Linked DNA regions of Mus musculus: all the other regions are linked to region 3. The links are chromatin contacts, called in public Hi-C and promoter capture Hi-C maps. All regions are on one chromosome and are shown on one strand. The core of a region is the stretch at or near the end of the contact, and the rest is flanking DNA. Distances in the headings are between cores, read along the strand shown.

Region 1 (2,974 bases), core at 406-2,905, 370 kb after region 3:
CCTGGACAGTGGTGAAAGCATGGAGTCAGCCCACCTTCAAATTCCTGGGCTTTGATCTTTCTTCCCCAAAAGATGAGGACAACAAGATGGCATGTACAGGGAACCCTAGAGAGGCATAGGGGTGGTTAGAAAAAGAGGAGGCCCCAGGTACACTACCGGTACAACCAGAAACTGACGCGGAGAGAAATCGATTTCAAGAACTGCTTGTATTTATTGGCGACCAGCTCTGGTCGACAGAGGAGGCTTTAAAAATGGAAAGAGAAGGAGAAACCACGTGACTGGGCCCAACTGAGCCCTAACCCCGCTGCAAACCAGTTGTGAGATTAGGGGGTGATCCCAGAAGAGCCAGGACGTTTGGCTCCTGGGGGAAGCCGATTCTGACCTTTAGTTCCCCAGCTACCTGCTGGATATCGACAATTGGGCCTCCGGCTGCCTGCTGGATACTGGCAATTGGCCCCCCAGGTCCCTACTGGGGGGTACTGACCATAACCGCCCCAGGGCCCTACTGGGGGGTACTGACCATAACCGCCCCAGGTCCCTACTGGGGGGTACTGACCATAACCCCCCCAGGTCCCTACTGGGGGGTACCGACCATTACCCCCCAAGATCCTTAATGGGTACCAACCATTTCTCCCCCAGATTCTTACTGGGTAAGGACCCCTACCCCCCAAACTAGTACCTGATACTAAACCATTGCTACCCCATATTCCAGAAGGATATGGCATGGGTCTTGTTCCCCACCCAGTTCCAGCCCCTCCACTTCCCCAGGATGTTCCAGGCCTTAGGATCCTCCCAGATGAGCCAGGCAGAAGCTTGTGGATGAGAAACCAGAATGGGCTCCGAGCAAAGGCTTCTGCCTCAGTTTCCAGTGAACTGGAACCAGGCTGCAGTCCAGCCTCGGAGTCCTGAGGGTAGGAAGCCGCTAGTGAAGGTTGCCTGAGCCGTGCAGAGGAAGCCTCAGGCAGACGACCGCCTCTGGAAAGGTATGGCAGGGCTTCTGGCAGCATTTGCTCTAACTGGTCCTCAGCAACAGCAGCCATCCCTTGCTGAGGGTCCTCTGAGGGCCAGGACTCCATGGGGGGCGGCCCCCAGAAGGGAGGCCCGTTGGGCACCTCAGAGCCGCCCTCAGGTAGAGCACCATCTTGTGGAGATTCGCTGAGCCTGGGAAGAACTCCTAGTAACTCATTATTCACAGGGTCTGGCTTGGGCTGAGGCTGTCCAGGGTTAAGGAGGCTGGTGAAGGAAGGTTGTCCCGAATGTGGGGAGGCTTTCTCCTCTGGTGCCCCAGTGCTCCGTGCAAAAAGACCTGAAGGAAACGGAAGAGAAAGCAGCCAATGGGTCAGATTTGGTGCCCGCTACTCTTTTGACTCGCTGGCCCCTTCGCTGAATGCCTGATTCTGTACTGGCACTCCCCACTTCCCTCGGGAACCTAAATGCACAACCTTCCAAAACTGTGCACACTCCTACCTTCACCTTCTCCCTTAATTCCTGTTCCCAAGGACCCCAGTACCCTGCATACCTGGCAGGCACAGACAGATCAGGAGCAAGCCCAGGGGAGCCCGGCTCCCACCTGCGTGGCTCTGCATCTTGCTCAGCTCCTGCTTCTGCCTGGGCCCCAAGAGAGCAGCCTTTATCCTGTTGGTCGGGTGGAGGACAGCAGAAACAGTCTGGGAACAGTGGTTATAGAGACAATGAATCTGCCCAGTCCACCCTCATTCTTGATTCGGTCTGTGGCAACAGGTGTCACTTGAAAGTTCCTGAGGAACTGGGTGTTCCTCACCTGGCTACTTCCTGGTACTCCCTGCCCCTTCCTCACCCAGGTGCTCTACCATTATAGAGCACCCGGGTGCTCTATAATGCTCTACCATTATATAGACTATGATCAATTGTTGGCATGCAAACAGCCAACAATTGATCATAGTCTATATAATGTATCAAATGATCATAGTCTATATAATGTATCAATTGATCATAGCCTATATAATGTATCTGTCATTGACTAATAGCCTCCTCCACTTTCTGGGAAGCTAGTCAGCTATTCGTCCCTCATCAGTTCATTGTCAGAGGGGACTTAGGACTTGCATCCCCCTTGAGGGTACCAAGCAGAGGTTTAAGTTCTCCTGTAGTAAGCTTAAGATGAGGTCTTAGCTGATTAATGTCTCTTAACAACCTTCGAAAATCATTTAGAGTAACTAAATTATTTTTTCTTACTTGAATTTTCTGTGCTGCAATTTGTTCAGGCTGTAACTTATGTTCCAAATATTGAAAAAAAGAATTTGCCCTTGAATCTTTTCTGGAGCAACAACTACTCCAAAATGTTAAAGCTCATTGTATAAGAGCAAAGCCTTGTAGTAAAATTCCATCAGAGGGATCAGCTAATAAAATACCATCTACATATGAATACTATACACCGAAAAATTCCCAAGTCCTAACTTCTTGTATTGAAGCAGCGACAAAAATTTTTTACATAAAGTATGGATGGCTATTAGTCATTCCTTGAGGCAAAACTTTCCAATGACATCGCTTCATGGGCTCTTTAAAACTACAAACTAACTAAAAGCAAACCCTTTACATCATCAGGATGCAAAGGAATAAAGAACAATCCTCCAAACCCATCATAATTCTGTGTGGAGTAGGCAGGCCAGACTGCAATGCCCCTACAAGCTCCATAGTTTTATTAACCTTTCTCAAATCCTGCAACAATCTCAATCTGCCGGATTTTTTTCTTAATTACAAATATGTGCTAGTTAGAATCCTGAGCCTGTGCTCGAACTACAAGCTGCAGCCAATGGAACACTGGCAGTTTAACCATAATTTTTAAGTCTCTCTTATAACACAGGAGCACAACCACAATTTTGGCAAGCAAAACCTAATTTTAATAGTGTAAACAATCCGTTTCTTTAAAATCAACACCAAAAGCATGACTTTCACGTTACAAGGTTTTTAAGTGTCTCCCTACTTTTGAACTGCAGTT
Region 2 (2,894 bases), core at 291-2,790, 330 kb before region 3:
AATTAAGTGAGCTAATGTAATGCCGATTCATTGCCAGAATGTCTGTCCCCTCCTCAGCCTCCACCTGTGCAGGTTCTGATAAAATATCAGGGCAAAAAAAGGAAACCTAAGGGAGAAGCGCTCTCTTTTGGAGGTGTCTGTAATGGCCGGGAAGGCAGGGTATACCTGTAGGAACAAGAAGCCTGCTGATCGGCTGATCAGATTTTTACCCTACATAGGAAGTAGAGCAAACAGGAAGTAGGGTAAACCCGCAAAGCCTGCCCCCTAGTGACATACTTCCTCCTGCAAAGCTCTACCTCCACAAGGTTCTATAACCTTTGCAAAGATCCCAAGGGCTACCAACTGTGAACCAAGTGGTGAAATACGGGAACATATGGAGGGCATTCACCATGATAATGTTTTAACCAAAGTACAGTTGTTGTTTTCAATTATTCATTTTTATTCAGTGATCTTTAAGAGTGTAATTCAAAACATTCCTTTCACGACTGTTTGAATTCATCTTCCTCCCCTTCTTACCCCCTTGTTCTTTTAAAATAGTTTGTAGGAGCAAGGCTTGGTGATGAGGACATCTAATCCCAATAGTCCGGAGACTTAAGACAGGAGGGTTACAAGTGAGGATAGCCAAGACTTCAGAAGACCCTGTCTCAAAAATAAAATGCACAGTTTTAAACTGTGTAGAGGCTGAGGGTATAGCGTCCGTTCCCCAACACAGCAGACAGAAACACAAGTTTGTGAACTAGGCATGACAGTTCACACCTGTAACCAGAGGAGGCTGGGGCTGGAACCCCAATATCCAAATCACAAATTCACAGCCAGCACAGGCCAGTATGGGCTTGTGAGATTGTACATCCTGGGTGGGGATGGAGTTTCTAATTAGCTATACAGAAATCAACATTTTTTAAGTAAAAGTCCAGATAAGATAGCCTATCTATATAATTCTAAAGTGATTGCAATATCTAATAACATCAGAGAGTAATTTTTAAATTTTTTTTTTTGTGATAGTTTCATTATGTGGGTCTGGCTAGCCTGGGACTCAGAGATCTGTCTGCCTCTGCCTCCTAAATACTGAGATTAAAGTTATACACACCACTCCCAGTTAAAAGTGATTTTAATTACTAATCCAGTATGTGGCTATTTGATTCTGACTTCCCTAAAAGCCCCTCCCTGCTTACAGCTTATGTGACACTATGAGTTCACCAAGTACTGGCTCCTGAGCAGAGGTGAGCCCAACACCACAAGCAGCCATGCTCTTGATGACAATGTGAAGTCTAAGAGAGGCAACATACAGTGTTCCGGTGTGTGTGTGTGTACATTCTCTCAGAGACCAGAAGTTGACAAATGGGGTCCCCTGGAAATAGGGATACTGGCAGTTATGTACTATCTAGTATGAGTGTTGGAAACCAAGCTCAGGACTTCTAGAAGAGAAGTAAGTGTTTGTTTGTTTGTTGTTTGTTTGTTTTTTTAGTGACAGGGTTTCTCTGTGTTACAGAGCCCTGACTATCTGGACTCCTTGTAGACCAAATTGTCCTTGAACTCAGAGATTCCAACTCAGGAATTTGCCTCCGGGGATTAAAGGCATGGGCCTCCACACCCAGCCCAGGAAGCAAGCATTTTTAACCACTGAGTCTTCTCTCTGGCCCCAAAAACATACTGCTAAGGAATATAATTCATTAGAGTGCTCATAATACCACACATGTTGAGAATCTGTTCAGGACAAAAGTGAGAATGCATCGTGCCATTGCCTGCCTGAGACAGCAACTAGTGACCCTGTAATGAAAGCTAGTCTGCCATCTGCTTGGCATAGTTTCAGATCCATGGCTGCGTTCTGAGGCCTACAGGCTTTGGTGTGTCACCCACTATTCTTGAGCCTGAGCCCAACCTCTCTCTCTGTCTGCATCTTTCAGTCCACTCTGCTACTCTTCTGAGTTGATGCTTCCCTTTCAGTCAAAAGACTTGAGACTGCTATACTGGGGAAGGTCACTTGCAGGAAGGCCTAGGGGAGGGCATGCTGATAACCCTCAGAAAGTGATCCAACTGCTGTTTGAGTCCTAAACTCTCAAGCTTCAAGGATGTTTGTTAGAAGTAAAAGTATGTACCGTTAGCAAAAGCACGTTTCAGATTTTATAAAGCTAAGTACTGATTGATTTAAATCTATCCACTGATTTGCCCTGTGAGTTGTCTGTTGGGGTCATGCAGGTAACAGTGTCCCTTACAGGAAGAGAAGCAAGTGTGCTGTTAAAGTCTTCCCAGTGACAAAGAAGTCTGTCCTGAGCCTGGTGGATCTGGGAGACCCCCTCGTGCCTTCTGGTCCTGATAGCCTCCTCCCTTGTTCTCAGAGACTGGTGGAGAGCCGCCGGCAGCAGATCTTAAAGGAGTTTGAGGAGCTGCACAGGCGACTGGACGAAGAGCAGCAGACACTGCTTTCACGACTGGAGGAAGAAGAACAGGACATTCTACAGCGACTTCGAGAAAATGCTGCTCACCTTGGGGACAGGCGCCGGGACCTTGCCCACTTAGCTGCTGAGGTGGAGGGCAAGTGCTTACAGTCAGGCTTCGAGATGCTTAAGGTTCGACCTTTGCTCCTGTATAGTTCCTCAGGTCAAATACAATCTAGCTATGTGCAGGCCGTGCTGTCAGTATGGAGTGCACCCTCTCTTACTCTATTTCTGTAATCCAAGGTTTTCTTCCAGGTATGTGCTAAGGGCATTTTTCTAGAGCGGGGCAGCTCAGGTTTCTATCATCCCTTCCATTTGTTTTGTTTGGGTTTTTTTTTTTTTTTTTTTTTGCTTTTTTTTTTTTTTTTGATTTTGGGGTAGTTAGTTGGGTTTTTTCCCCTTTTGGGGGGGTGTTGTTTGTTAGTTTTTCTTTTTTGGTTTTTCTAGACGGGGCTGTTC
Region 3 (2,700 bases), core at 38-2,537:
TCCCAGCACTTGGGAGGCAGAGACAAGTGGATTTCTGGATTCGAGGCCAGCCTGGTCTTCAAAGTGAGTTCCAGGACAGCCAGGGCTATACAGAGAAACCCTGTCTCAAAAAACAAAACAAAACAAAAACAAAAAAGAGAGAGAGAGAAAGGAAGAAAGAAAGAAAGAAAGAAAGAAAGAAAGAAAGGAAGGAAGGAAGGAAGGAAGGAAGAAAGAAAGAAAGAAAGAAAGAAAGAAAGAAAGAAAGAAAGAAAGAAAGGAAGGAAGGAAGAAAGGAAGAAAGGAAGAAAGGAAGAAAGGAAGAAAGGAAGGAAGAAAGGAAGAAACTACATCCTAGTCCAGACAACAGGAAAAGAGAAAAAGGTACTGGGCCCTTTAAAACCTTGAAGTCCACTCCCAGTGACATACTTATTCCAACAAGGCCACACCCCCTAATCCTTTAGACCTTTTAAATAGTTTTACTCCCTGGTGACTATGGAGGTCATTCTTATTCAAACCACATCTTTAGAAACTTTTTTTTTTTTGAATCCTGGTTTCTCTGTGTAGCCCTGACTATCCTGTAACTCACTCTGTAAAGCAGACTGGCCTTGAACTCAGATCAGAGATCCTCTCGCCTCCCTCTGCCTGGGATTGCTGGCCTTAAAGGTATTTATTTGCTGCCATCACCACTTGGCCTACAAACAAAAGTGTTTAAGCGGCTCAGTAGCACTGGAAGGTTTGTTACAAGGGCCAAGACTCGCTGGTGCTAATAGAGGAGTTTGCTCCTAGTCTCTGACAAACAAGGGGAGACAGGCATCGAAGGCAAGAAGGAATGGGAAGGAGTCCCTAAGAAGGGATCTCAAGACACTAAGTAGGTTTGTAGGTGCAGAACAGCTATCCAACTGGCAGGTTAGAAGACGGAAGGAGCCAGGTATGGCTGGGGGGGAGGGGGGGGAGTGAGCAGAGTCAAGAGCCACAGGACTTCATGGGGTGCTTGCCTGGGGGTTGAGATGGGATGCTAGAATGTTGGAGAACCTGGGTTGATCTAGTTTTCATCTGTACATCCACATGTATCTATTGGATGAGGGGAATGCACATCATGGTGTGTATCCAGGAAAGTCAGAGAACTTTCAGGAATCATCTCTCTCCTTCCACCACATGATCAACCTCTCAGGTCGCCAGGTCTGGCAGCAGGCACCTCACTCACTGAGCGAGCAACCTCACTGACCCTGGCTTCATCTTTGTGCTAGGTACTGGGTAAAGGGGAGAGGGGTAGAGCTGAGACAGATGCCAGGAAGCTCTTCTGTAAGGGAGGAGAGGTTTCACACATTTGCAAGTGAAAGGCACTCACAGTGGGTGGGAGCTCCTCAGAACCCTGAGACCTGAAAATATTTATTTGGAGAGTGTGTGTGTGTGTGTGTGTGTGTGTGTGTGTGTGTGTGTAGCCTTGGGTGCCCTGGAACTCATTCTGTAGACCAGTCTGGCCTTGAAGTTTGTCAAGCTGCAGCATCAGGCCAATGGCTAGCTGTCCTGAGCAGAGACAGCAGGACTTGGTAATAACTCTTTTTTTTTTTTTTTAATTTCAATTTAGTCTGAGTATGATTGACAACACCTTTAATCCAGCACTGGGGAGGGGACAGAGATAGGATCTCTGTAGGCTTGAGGCCAGTCTGGTCTGTATAGTGAGCTCCAGAACATTCAGGGTCACATAGAGAGATCTTAATAAACAAATAGATAACAAAATCCACCAAATTTTTTTCATTTTATTTATTTATTTTTGGTTTTTTGAGACAGGGTTTCTCTGTGTAGCCCTGGCTGGCCTCCAACTCAGAAATCTGCCTGCCTCTGCCTCCCAAGTGCTGGGATTAAAGGCATGCACCACCACTGACCGGCTCCATTTTATTTTCTATATGGGTATTTTACCTACATACATAGTTCTGCACCAGTTGGGTGCCCAGTGAGACCAGAAGAAGGTGGAATCCCTGGAACCAGAGATGGTGCTGGTTCCAGGACATGTGCCACCACTGCCCAACTACCCAGCTTTTTTTAATTTAAAAATTTCTCATTTTGGGTGCTGGCAAGATGGCTCAGAGGGTAAGAGCACTGACTGCTCTTCTGAAGGTCCTGAGTTCAAATCCCATCAACCACATGATGGCTCACAACCACCCTTAGTGAGATCTAATGCCCTTTTCTGTGGTGTCTGAAGACAGCTACAGTGCACTTAATGTAAAATAATGATAAATAAATCTTTACCTTTAGTCCCAGCACTTGGGAGGCAGAGGCAGGAGGATTTCTGAGTTTGAGGCCAGCCTGGTCTACAAAGTGAGTTCCAGGACAGCCAGGGCTATACAGAGAAACCCTGTCTCAAAAAACCTAAATAAATAAATAAATAAATAAAATATATATTTTTTTAATTCCCATTTTTGTTTATGTATCTGTATGTATGCACACGGGGGGAAGGTGCAAAGGCCAAAGAGGGCTTCAGATTCTCTATAGCTGTGAGCCATCTAATATGGGTGCTGAGAACTGATCTAGTCCTGTGAAAGAGAAGCAGGCACTCAACTCTGAGCTTCCTCAAAAGTTAAAACATAGGGAAAACATTGAGCTCTCTGTAAAGGGTCTTCTGCTTGTTGGAGACAAGAAAAAAGTTGAAGTGATGGGAGTCTTGAAGAAGTTAAGGAAAGCTGTGACCACAGGCAGTTTGGTCTCCCACAAGGTGGG

Evidence for each region. Promoter capture Hi-C pulls out the DNA fragments that hold promoters and counts their contacts. Hi-C and Micro-C count contacts between places; a contact is called where the count stands out from the background.
Region 1: a Hi-C map of embryonic stem cells shows a contact between it and region 3, with 11 times the contacts expected there. The contact joins the promoter of 2300002M23Rik here to the enhancer-like site in region 3. A contact is called at or near these places in 6 of 484 Hi-C or Micro-C datasets (the G1E-ER4 cell line, embryonic stem cells, palatal mesenchyme and 1 more), 2 of 115 datasets of contacts at active chromatin or transcription factors (both in embryonic stem cells) and 1 of 9 other capture datasets (embryonic stem cells).
Region 2: a promoter capture Hi-C map of embryonic stem cells shows a contact between it and region 3, with 12 times the contacts expected there. The contact joins two enhancer-like sites. A contact is called at or near these places in 3 of 39 promoter capture datasets (cranial neural crest, embryonic stem cells and pre-B cells), 2 of 484 Hi-C or Micro-C datasets (nephron progenitors and olfactory sensory neurons), 1 of 115 datasets of contacts at active chromatin or transcription factors (large pre-B cells) and 1 of 9 other capture datasets (liver).

What each region holds. Positions count from the first base shown.
Region 1 is chr17:35,566,166-35,569,139 of GRCm38.p6, reverse strand. 2300002M23Rik (RIKEN cDNA 2300002M23 gene) reads right to left here and starts at 1,655. Exons shown (of 2, transcript NM_175148.3): 1 at 1,520-1,655; 2 at 195-1,306. The coding sequence starts at 1,586. The coding sequence ends at 324.
Region 2 is chr17:36,263,402-36,266,295 of GRCm38.p6, reverse strand. Trim39 (tripartite motif-containing 39) reads left to right here. Exons shown (of 7, transcript NM_178281.1): 4 at 2,337-2,567. Among named protein-coding and RNA genes, the nearest start is that of Trim39, 6.6 kb to the left of the region's middle. Within about 2 kb of position 1,540, at least 33 of the 459 cell types and tissues checked have an H3K27ac peak or open chromatin away from gene starts, as enhancers often do. A contact at or near this core is called in embryonic stem cells, where this site is marked.
Region 3 is chr17:35,937,933-35,940,632 of GRCm38.p6, reverse strand. No RefSeq gene overlaps it. Among named protein-coding and RNA genes, the nearest start is that of Mir1894, 21 kb to the right of the region's middle. Within about 2 kb of position 1,287, at least 11 of the 459 cell types and tissues checked have an H3K27ac peak or open chromatin away from gene starts, as enhancers often do. A contact at or near this core is called in embryonic stem cells, where this site is marked.